Linked DNA regions of Arachis hypogaea: region 1 is linked to region 2. A link is a contact called in public Hi-C data. All regions are on one chromosome and are shown on one strand. Each heading gives the region's core, a stretch centred on a gene start, on an enhancer-like site or on the middle of the called end of the contact. The rest is flanking DNA. Distances are from core to core; before and after follow the strand shown.

Evidence for each region. A called contact is a pair of places that touch in the nucleus more often than the background predicts.
Region 1: a Hi-C map of leaf shows a contact between it and region 2, with 2.2 times the contacts expected there. The contact joins the promoter of LOC112720586 here to the promoter of LOC112720584 in region 2. A contact is called at or near these places in 2 of 8 Hi-C or Micro-C datasets (both in leaf).

What each region holds. Positions count from the first base shown.
Region 1 is chr11:28,031,572-28,035,810 of arahy.Tifrunner.gnm2.J5K5, reverse strand. LOC112720586 (probable xyloglucan endotransglucosylase/hydrolase protein 6) reads right to left here and starts at 2,540. Exons shown (of 4, transcript XM_025771570.3): 1 at 2,142-2,540; 2 at 1,477-1,577; 3 at 1,189-1,385. The coding sequence starts at 2,349.
Region 2 is chr11:27,848,354-27,852,628 of arahy.Tifrunner.gnm2.J5K5, reverse strand. LOC112720584 (lysine-specific demethylase JMJ26) reads right to left here and starts at 1,293. Exons shown (of 13, transcript XM_025771569.3): 1 at 943-1,293; 2 at 1-109. The coding sequence starts at 104. It overlaps LOC112720585 (a long non-coding RNA gene), which reads left to right. Exons shown (of 8, transcript XR_003162263.3): 6 at 1,790-2,166; 7 at 2,598-2,640; 8 at 2,948-3,253.

The DNA.
Region 1 (4,239 bases), core at 1,291-3,790, 180 kb before region 2:
TTAAATGTTTTTTATTGTTTTCGGAAAGAAAATCTTTTGAGGAATTTAATAATATGTGATGAGGAACACCGAATAAATTATACCAAAACCAATTAAAACACAACATAAAGACATCTTTAAAAAAAGACGTTTTAGGCGTGTTTATCTGAGTGGCCTCCTTTAAGTTAATGGATATGGATCTTTTAAATTTTGAATTTGTATTTTAGAAGGTAAAGTGTATCTTCTATCCTTGAATGGTTTCTCTTTCATATTTACTTTTGATCCTACCTATGAAATAAATGGTGAGAAATCACACTTTATTTTCTAAAGTGAAATTCAAAATTGAGAGAATCCAAATCCTAAATTAATTGCTTGTCTAGAAATAAGAGGGTAGTATTTGGCATAGAACCACTTTTTTTAACGTATTCTTTCATGCACGAACTCTTTTTCTAAGATTTGTATCATTTTGTTTTTTTATAGAACTTTTTTCTTAATTTATCTTATACTAAAATTAGTTTTTTTTTTACCATTAAGGGTTGAACTCTGTCATAAAAGTTATAAAATTATATTATAAAATTATTCTTTTCGAAAACACAATGTTAATAGAAAAAAATACATGTGTGGAAAGAACATAGGGCGAAGAGATTAAAGATGAGGAATCAAGTTTTATCTATGGTGAAACAAGATGTGAGAGTATGTGATGAGAAAGAGTGAGAGAAAGAAACGGGAATTGAACTCAGAGTAGTGTTGATGTGAAAATGCTCAATTGGAGATTTCTCTTATTTAACTGATTAGTTATAATCTCTAACTGATTAACTATGCCTGGCATTCCTAATTTCTATTTACAAATGTAGAATGAGTTTTAGCTACTAAGATGCCTATTCAAGTTACAACATGTAATAAAATAATTTTTTTAAAAAAATCTTAAAATGATAAAAAAAATACATAAATAATTATATTTCTAACATATTTTTTTATATAAGAATCTTTTTTAAATTTACGTGAATATTTTTTATGTCTTTAGATTTTTTTTATTTTATCTTTTATGTTAAAATTCTTTTTCTTTTAAAATTTAACCATGATTGAATTCTAAACTTTTTATTATAAAAATTCTGATATTATATTATGCGATAATATTTTAAAAAAATAATTATGTCTTTATCAGCATATAAATAATTATATCTACTAGAGTGTATTTGATTTACTTACACAATATGTTTATGGTTCCAGAGAATAGTGTAGGTATGGAAATCAGCAGAAGGATCAAACCAGAGGTTGACCCTTTGCTCTCTATTACCCTTTCCATGAGCATATACGTTTGTTTGAACCGTGTATGGCTGTCCACTCCTGTTCCCCAAGAACTCGAAGTCCAGCTCATCACGAACAGAATCTGTATCAGAATTCATCTGCACACACATGCATACACAAACTATAATATAAGAATATGGCTGCTATACGAACACATTATAATGGTGTCTGATTTTGTGGTGTACTAACGTAAAATGCGGTGACGGTGCCAGCAGAGTCTCCAGGGACGAGTTTGATCTTCATGCTAACACGCCCAAACATGTACTTCACCTTGGAAGCAAACCCACATCCTGAAAATAACCATCACATAGCACACGCCGTACAATTATTGTGTAGTTCACAAAATTCACAAATCATCATATATTTTGATCACTCGTGCGTCTAAACAAGAGAATTATTATTAATTGGCAAAGATATAATTATTTATGTATTTTTTAATCAGTTTAAATTATTTTAAAAAAATAATTTTAGATATATTATTAAAATTGTTATGACTTAAAAATTTAAAATTTTATTGTTGTTGGCTAAAAAAATTTAGGATAAGATAAAATAAAAAATATAGAGAATTAATTTTTAGTTAATTAATTTTAGTATTTAAATTTATAATTTATAATTTAAAAATTTATGATTTATAGTCTATATTTTAAGATAAATAAAATAACTTTAAAAAATTGACATATGTTGATCGAAAAAAATTTGTTATTATCTGACATTATTTATGTAAAAAATTTATGTAAATCTAAAAAAAAAAAATTGTGTGAAGAATATATTTGAAATATATATATATTATTAATTTAAATTAAAAAAATAATTTTATTAACTTGTTAATTTAATTAATTAAATGAATTATGTACCGGAGCTTTGGTCGAGCATGAGTTGGATTGTTCTGCCTTGATCAATATGCCTGATATGAGACTCAGACCACGTGGCTCTAAAGTCTTGCTCAAAAGTGGCTGGTCGTCCCAAAACACATAATAAAGAAGATACTAGGAAAACACATGATAGCAGTATTAGAAATAATGAACCACCACCATTTCTAATGAGAGGATAAAAGGTGGCCATAGATTATGGATAATATTAGTATATATGGTATGTTGAATGAGAAAGAAATTAAAACTTTTTGATGCTGTTGTGGCTGTGGCATGGAATGAGGGGAATCGTCGTTGGTATTTATATACAGGTGGTTTAGAAGAGAACAAAAGTGTAAGGGGAAAATAATAATATGATTAATTAATTGAGAAGTAGCATTAGTACTAATAGTTTGAGAAAAGATTGGAACGGAATATAGTGCGTCACAACATGTAGCTTAGCTTTCCATACAGCTAAGGGTTTGCCGTCACTAGGGCCTACCCAACACTTTAACAAAAAAAAAAGGGGTGTAAATGAGATTATTCTTCCTGTAAAATATAGTCTCTTTCATTTTAATTTTGTTTTCGTCGTCTTTGACAAAAATAACATCTTTACTTTATATAAAATAAAATTAAAAGCTTACTTTTAAACTAATATTAGAACATTCAAATAATATAATCTACGGATATTTTCTATTAAAGTTGAGATTATTAACCAAGTCTCATTCTCTATTCTACAACATCTTTAAAAATAAATACTACAACTAACCTCCTTTCTTGAAGCAAAAAAAGAGAATAGACCATCTTTTTGGATATGGCAGAGTCTCTTGAAAGGAAGAAATATCCTCGAAAAGGGTGTAAAATGGATAGTCTCTCAACAAGGGATGGTAAATATATGGAAAGATCCTTGATTTGGAGATGAACCCTCCCTTTTGAATTCCACCAAATGAGCTGGGCAACCAACAATTACTATAGGTTAAACAATTGATGGATGTCTCAGGAAAATGGGACCTGGACAAAATCAATGTAATTTTCAGTAGTGAAACCAATTTTAAAATATGCCAAACAAAGATTGAAGAGGATAAAGACAGACTAATTTGGATACATACTAGTTCCGGTGAGTACTCTGCAAAATCTGGCTACAACATTGCATATCTCTTTTTCCATCCAACTTCAGCGATACTCCATGAACGATTCAGAAAAAAGGGGATCTGGAAAGCCATCTGAAAAACTAACTGTCAGCCAAAAATTAGAATTTTCATTTGAAAATTAATTCACAACGGCCTACCGGTGAAAGAAAAGCTTCATGAGCGCATACTTCAAGCAGATCAGCGTTGTCCTCGTTGCTCCGCCGCTCCGGAATTAGCCCTGCATACGCTGGTTTTTTGCCCACAAATTGTAGAAATATGGAACAACTCTCCAATGGCAAGTGCAATTCCCAGGAACAATCTTCTTCAACCTTGGCAATGGTGGATTGATGTTTGTCGCAGCAGTGAAAAATGGAAGTGAGGCCAGATTCAACATGACTGGAATAGCTTACCTTCTTTGGAGTATTTGACTGGATAGGAACTCCTTGGTATTCGAAGGAAGCAGAAAAATAACCAAAAAAAATTCTGGCCCAGTCAATGAATCTCGCAGCAGAATTCAAAAGAAGTAGAAATCAGCAGCACTGAATTGATTCTTGAGTTTTGATATCCAGAAATCAGAAACTGCACTCTTGGAAATATAATAGTGGGTAGCACAGAGAAAAAAGAAATCAAGAGCTTGATTAAATCAAGTAGGTTTTCATAGCTATTGAAGACGAAGATGAAAGAAGACTTTTCCTTTCTCCTTTGTCTGAAGACCTAATCTCTTAAGTTTGCTATTATTAATTTTTTGGAAGTGACCTTAATTTATGTTTTATTGCATTTATATCCCTGATTGTGATAATTGTAATAGAACTCCTTTTACTGCAATAAAATTACTATCTTTTAAAAAAAAAAGTTGAGATTGAATGAGTCTAAATCAATTCTAAAAGTTAGCTCATAGATTAAAAAATGTCTCATATTCATAAATTTTTTAGAAATTTTATATTTAAAAAATATTAGATCGGATTTGTACAGCC
Region 2 (4,275 bases), core at 44-2,543:
GCCTTTCTCTTTGAATTCCGGAAAGTTCTTGAGTATCTTGAGTACTGTAGATTATCCTCAGTCTGTTGATTTGACTGTTGTTGTCTAGGAACAGCTACCTCCATTCTTGCTGCAGAATAGACCAAAAATCAATCTCAGATAATTACAACTATTCAAATGTTCTACCCTAGATTGTCACTCATTCACCCACGTTAATGGGGTGTATTCACATCATGTGAACAATTTGGCTGAAGGCATAACAATGCATAGCAAATTAACAATATGTTGGTATAGCAGACCAATTACTTACCATCAGAACCTCAATCATTATTCATGAACACAACTATTTTGGGGGAAACAATGTGAACAATTACAACTACGTTTCAGTGGCTAAATGCATAACAATGTATAGAAAATTAGCAAATGTGCTGGTATAAAAGACTAATTAATTACCATCAAGAGGTGAATTATGAGTTATTTATCCAAATTATTTGCGGAAAAGGACTCCTCTTTTTTCTTTTTCTTTTTCTTTTTTTTTTTATTTTTTTTGTTCATGTTTATTAAATACGGTAAATCCATCCTATTGTGAAATTCATCAAGAAATTAACAGGTACAAGAACAATTGATGAATTTCAATATACAGTTCCTTCAGGCAAAGAGATACAACTGAGTTGACTAGAGAGTGAAGTCAACCCAATAAAATCCTTTCAACCAAGAACGCGACTTTGCCCATAACACATAAACAAAACAGGGAGAAAAAAAATCTAGAATTTCGAATTGCATTGCTTTAGTGATCAGTAATTATGCAACAAAGAAACCATCGAACTCGAAATCAACAACGTCTCCAAAACAGTTTTTGCATGCGTCTTGAATGATTCACGCCGCCGGTAAAACGAAAAATAAATAAAACAAAAAAGATAAAAAAAACAAAAGAAAACAAATTGAGAAAGGAAGGTAAGGTACCTAATCAAGAAAAGCATGTAAAGAGCGGTTGAGCCGATGAAATCGTTCGAGATTGTAGAATAGAACAGAGCAGTATTAATGGCGTTTGATATGATGAGTAAAGAGAGAGATACGGATGGAAATATTAATTAATCAAATAATTGATTGATTGATTGCAGAGAGCTAGAGAGAGAGATTTAAGGGGAAGTCATCCACCGCTTGGCTGAAAAAAAAACAAGTGCAGCAAGTGTTTGTTTTTTTTTTTTGTTTTACGATAACGATGTGATCCCCCTTATAATGCCGTACAGGTAAACCAATGCAAACATTCGTTCACTCACACTCACTCACACTCAGATTAGGGCTTTTTGTTTTGGCAATAATCCCAACCAGACAGATTAAAAATAGCTATTTTGGATCCTGAAAGATTAGGTGCTGAAAAAATTGATGAAGAATTAAATGAATTTTTTTATATAAAAGATAAATTATATTCAATAAAAATATCTAATAATTAAATTTTAGTTGATTCTGTTTAAAAATATATTAAATTCTAAAATTAGTTTTACTGTTAATCATCTTCAATCTTCAACTTCTAACTTCTTATTATGTCTCTTTTAGACAGTGTTTAGTTATATCTTAGACATAACTATAGACACTGAAATATAGGTGGCTGATTTGTTCGTCCAATTATCTTTGGGACTAATGTTAGTCCTTTAGTCTGACTTTTAATTTAAACTGTTAGATCATTTTATTATTATATCTAACGATATGGATTAAATACAAATTTATATGTTTAATTTTATTAAATGCTCTCTAATATTTAATATTTTTATAAATAATTTCCTCCTCCTTCTTATTATTTGTTTTGCAGATGGAGTCTCTTCTTCTTCTTCACCACCGCAATGAAAACCGGCGCTAGCAGCAACTGGTAGGGTCTGTATCGAGACTATACATGAATGCATGCAATTGTCCGAGCCGGGATCGAGACTATTTCGCACCCTTGCCCACCCCGCCTCTAAAATTTGTGTTCTTCTCGTCATGTGGTGTTCTTCGAGGAGGAAATCTTTTTCATCGAAATTGCCACACATACATACACAGAGACACATACTTCACATTTGAGACAGAAAATCAAAAAAGAAGAAACAAAAGAAAAGAAAATCTTCGCAGAAAATTATGGCTTCAAAGGAGACCCAAGACTTCTAGCCATTTCTCAAACCATCAGAGTGGTTCCTCACTTCCCCAAATAAGGTATCCATTTTTTTCCTTATAACGTTTTTATTTTCATATTTTAGAATAGCAAAAAAAATTATTTTATTGTAATTTCTTTAATTTTTGAACCTTATTCATCAACAGATTTATAGCTGTGACTATTTGGTTTCATAATATTTATATGTTTAGAAGTCTAAAATTAATGGTGTGCCACACACAATTAATGAAAAGACATTCATATGAGACCAACTACAAGCTAATAGAATAAATCTAGCCATGAAACAAGATTTCTTTCCCCTAAATACATTTTTCTTGCCACCATTATCCAAATCTAACCAAATGAAAAAATCATGTTACTATAATGCAATGATTAAGGTGACAATCTCACATTACTGGTTTTAAATGGTCATGATATGTCAGTTTGACTTAATAAACCCTAAAATGGAGAAGTTTCTTTCTTTGACTTTTAGGTACAAATTCATATGCATTTTGTGCAAGTATTGAAGATCCAAAGTGAGTTCCCCTTTTGCAGCTCACACTTGTAGGATTATTGTTGTTGAACTATCCTATATGAAACCTCTGAATTTCAGACCATGATTAATGTGGATGACACGATAGTAACTAGGGAAGAAATTGCTTGAACTATCCTATATGAAACCTCTGAACTTTTAGTCGCGACTCTGGTCTCTGGGTTCTTCAATGGTTGTCTATGAGAGAGAACTTTAATCCCACGGTGTTGGGCATTATAAGTTCTAAAGACATATTGATTAATTATATACATGTTAAGCATATTATTTAACTAATTTATCCATATTTGCAGATAAATGAGCAATATATTCGTACATCCGTTGTGATAGATCTTTTGTTGGGGATGTGCAATGACCAGAAATACGAGTTTCAGAAGAAGAGTAATGATTTCTGGGCTACTCTTTAAAGTGAATAGCATGGAGATCAACATTTTTACTTTTTTAGTTATTATTTGAAAAATTTGCTGTAATCCTCAATTATGTTTGTGTATTAATTTAGTTATTGGTGTGAATAAATAATTGTAACTTTATGCTTGTCTATTATAATCTAAATAGCCTGTGCTAAGAATTATTATTATGATCATAGATATTTAGGAATATATTCATCATGTGTTCTTTGTCATTTCAATTTGAAAATGATTAGTTAAAGATTCATACATGATTATAACTACACGACCCTCATGCCATAGCTAGGAAGCCTTTCATGCATCATGCACATATTCCTCTAATCCCATTTTATACAGGTATGAAATACACACGCTTTATTTGTGAATGAAACTTTGAAATGGAGGATTTTGGTTGATTTCTGACTTTCCAAGCTTCTTGAGATCCGTAACTCCCACAATTTCTAATCCGATAAACGTGATCGCATCTTCCTCCTCTACACAGTGACGTGCATTTTATTCAGTGGAATCACAAAGTGAAGCTGTCCCTACCGGGAACCAATTCAGCCAAACCAAAGAAGGAGAGGAACCACTGAGTTTTCGACATTTTTGCTCTATTTTACCGATCAGAAATCTTCTCCGATATCTTGTGTGTGTTCTGCGCTTTATAGAGGTAGGGTTTGACTCTTTAATTGGTTAAAATTATGAATTAATTGATATATGTGATTAGATTATTGTTTGTTGATATTTGTTCAAATCTGTGATTATTGGTTGTTGAAATTTTAGTTGAATTACTGCTGGAAATTGTTGTTGTGATTCGGCCATGTTGAGGAATTGGAAACTAATATGTTGTTGAATAATTGACTGAAATCTGAGTTATATGATAATATGTAACCGAGTTCTGTCTGTCGGATGTTGATTTGGGATAAAATATAACTAAAATGAATATTTTGAATGGAGGTTTCGAGTACAAAGGAGCAGAGGCTTAACTTTTGAAAAAGATTTAATGAATAAAAATTATTTATTTATAAATATATGAACTTTATTGAAATTAAATTGAATTGGTTTTGGAAGAAAAATAATTGGTTTGAAATAAAGGGTTTAAAGTAGAAGACAGCTTTGGAAAAAATATGACTCTAATTGAACGTAAAAGGTTTTATTTTGAAAACGGAAGAACCATGCCCAATTTACTTATTTTAATGAAGTTTTGAGTATTTGAAAATTGTAAAATATTTTAA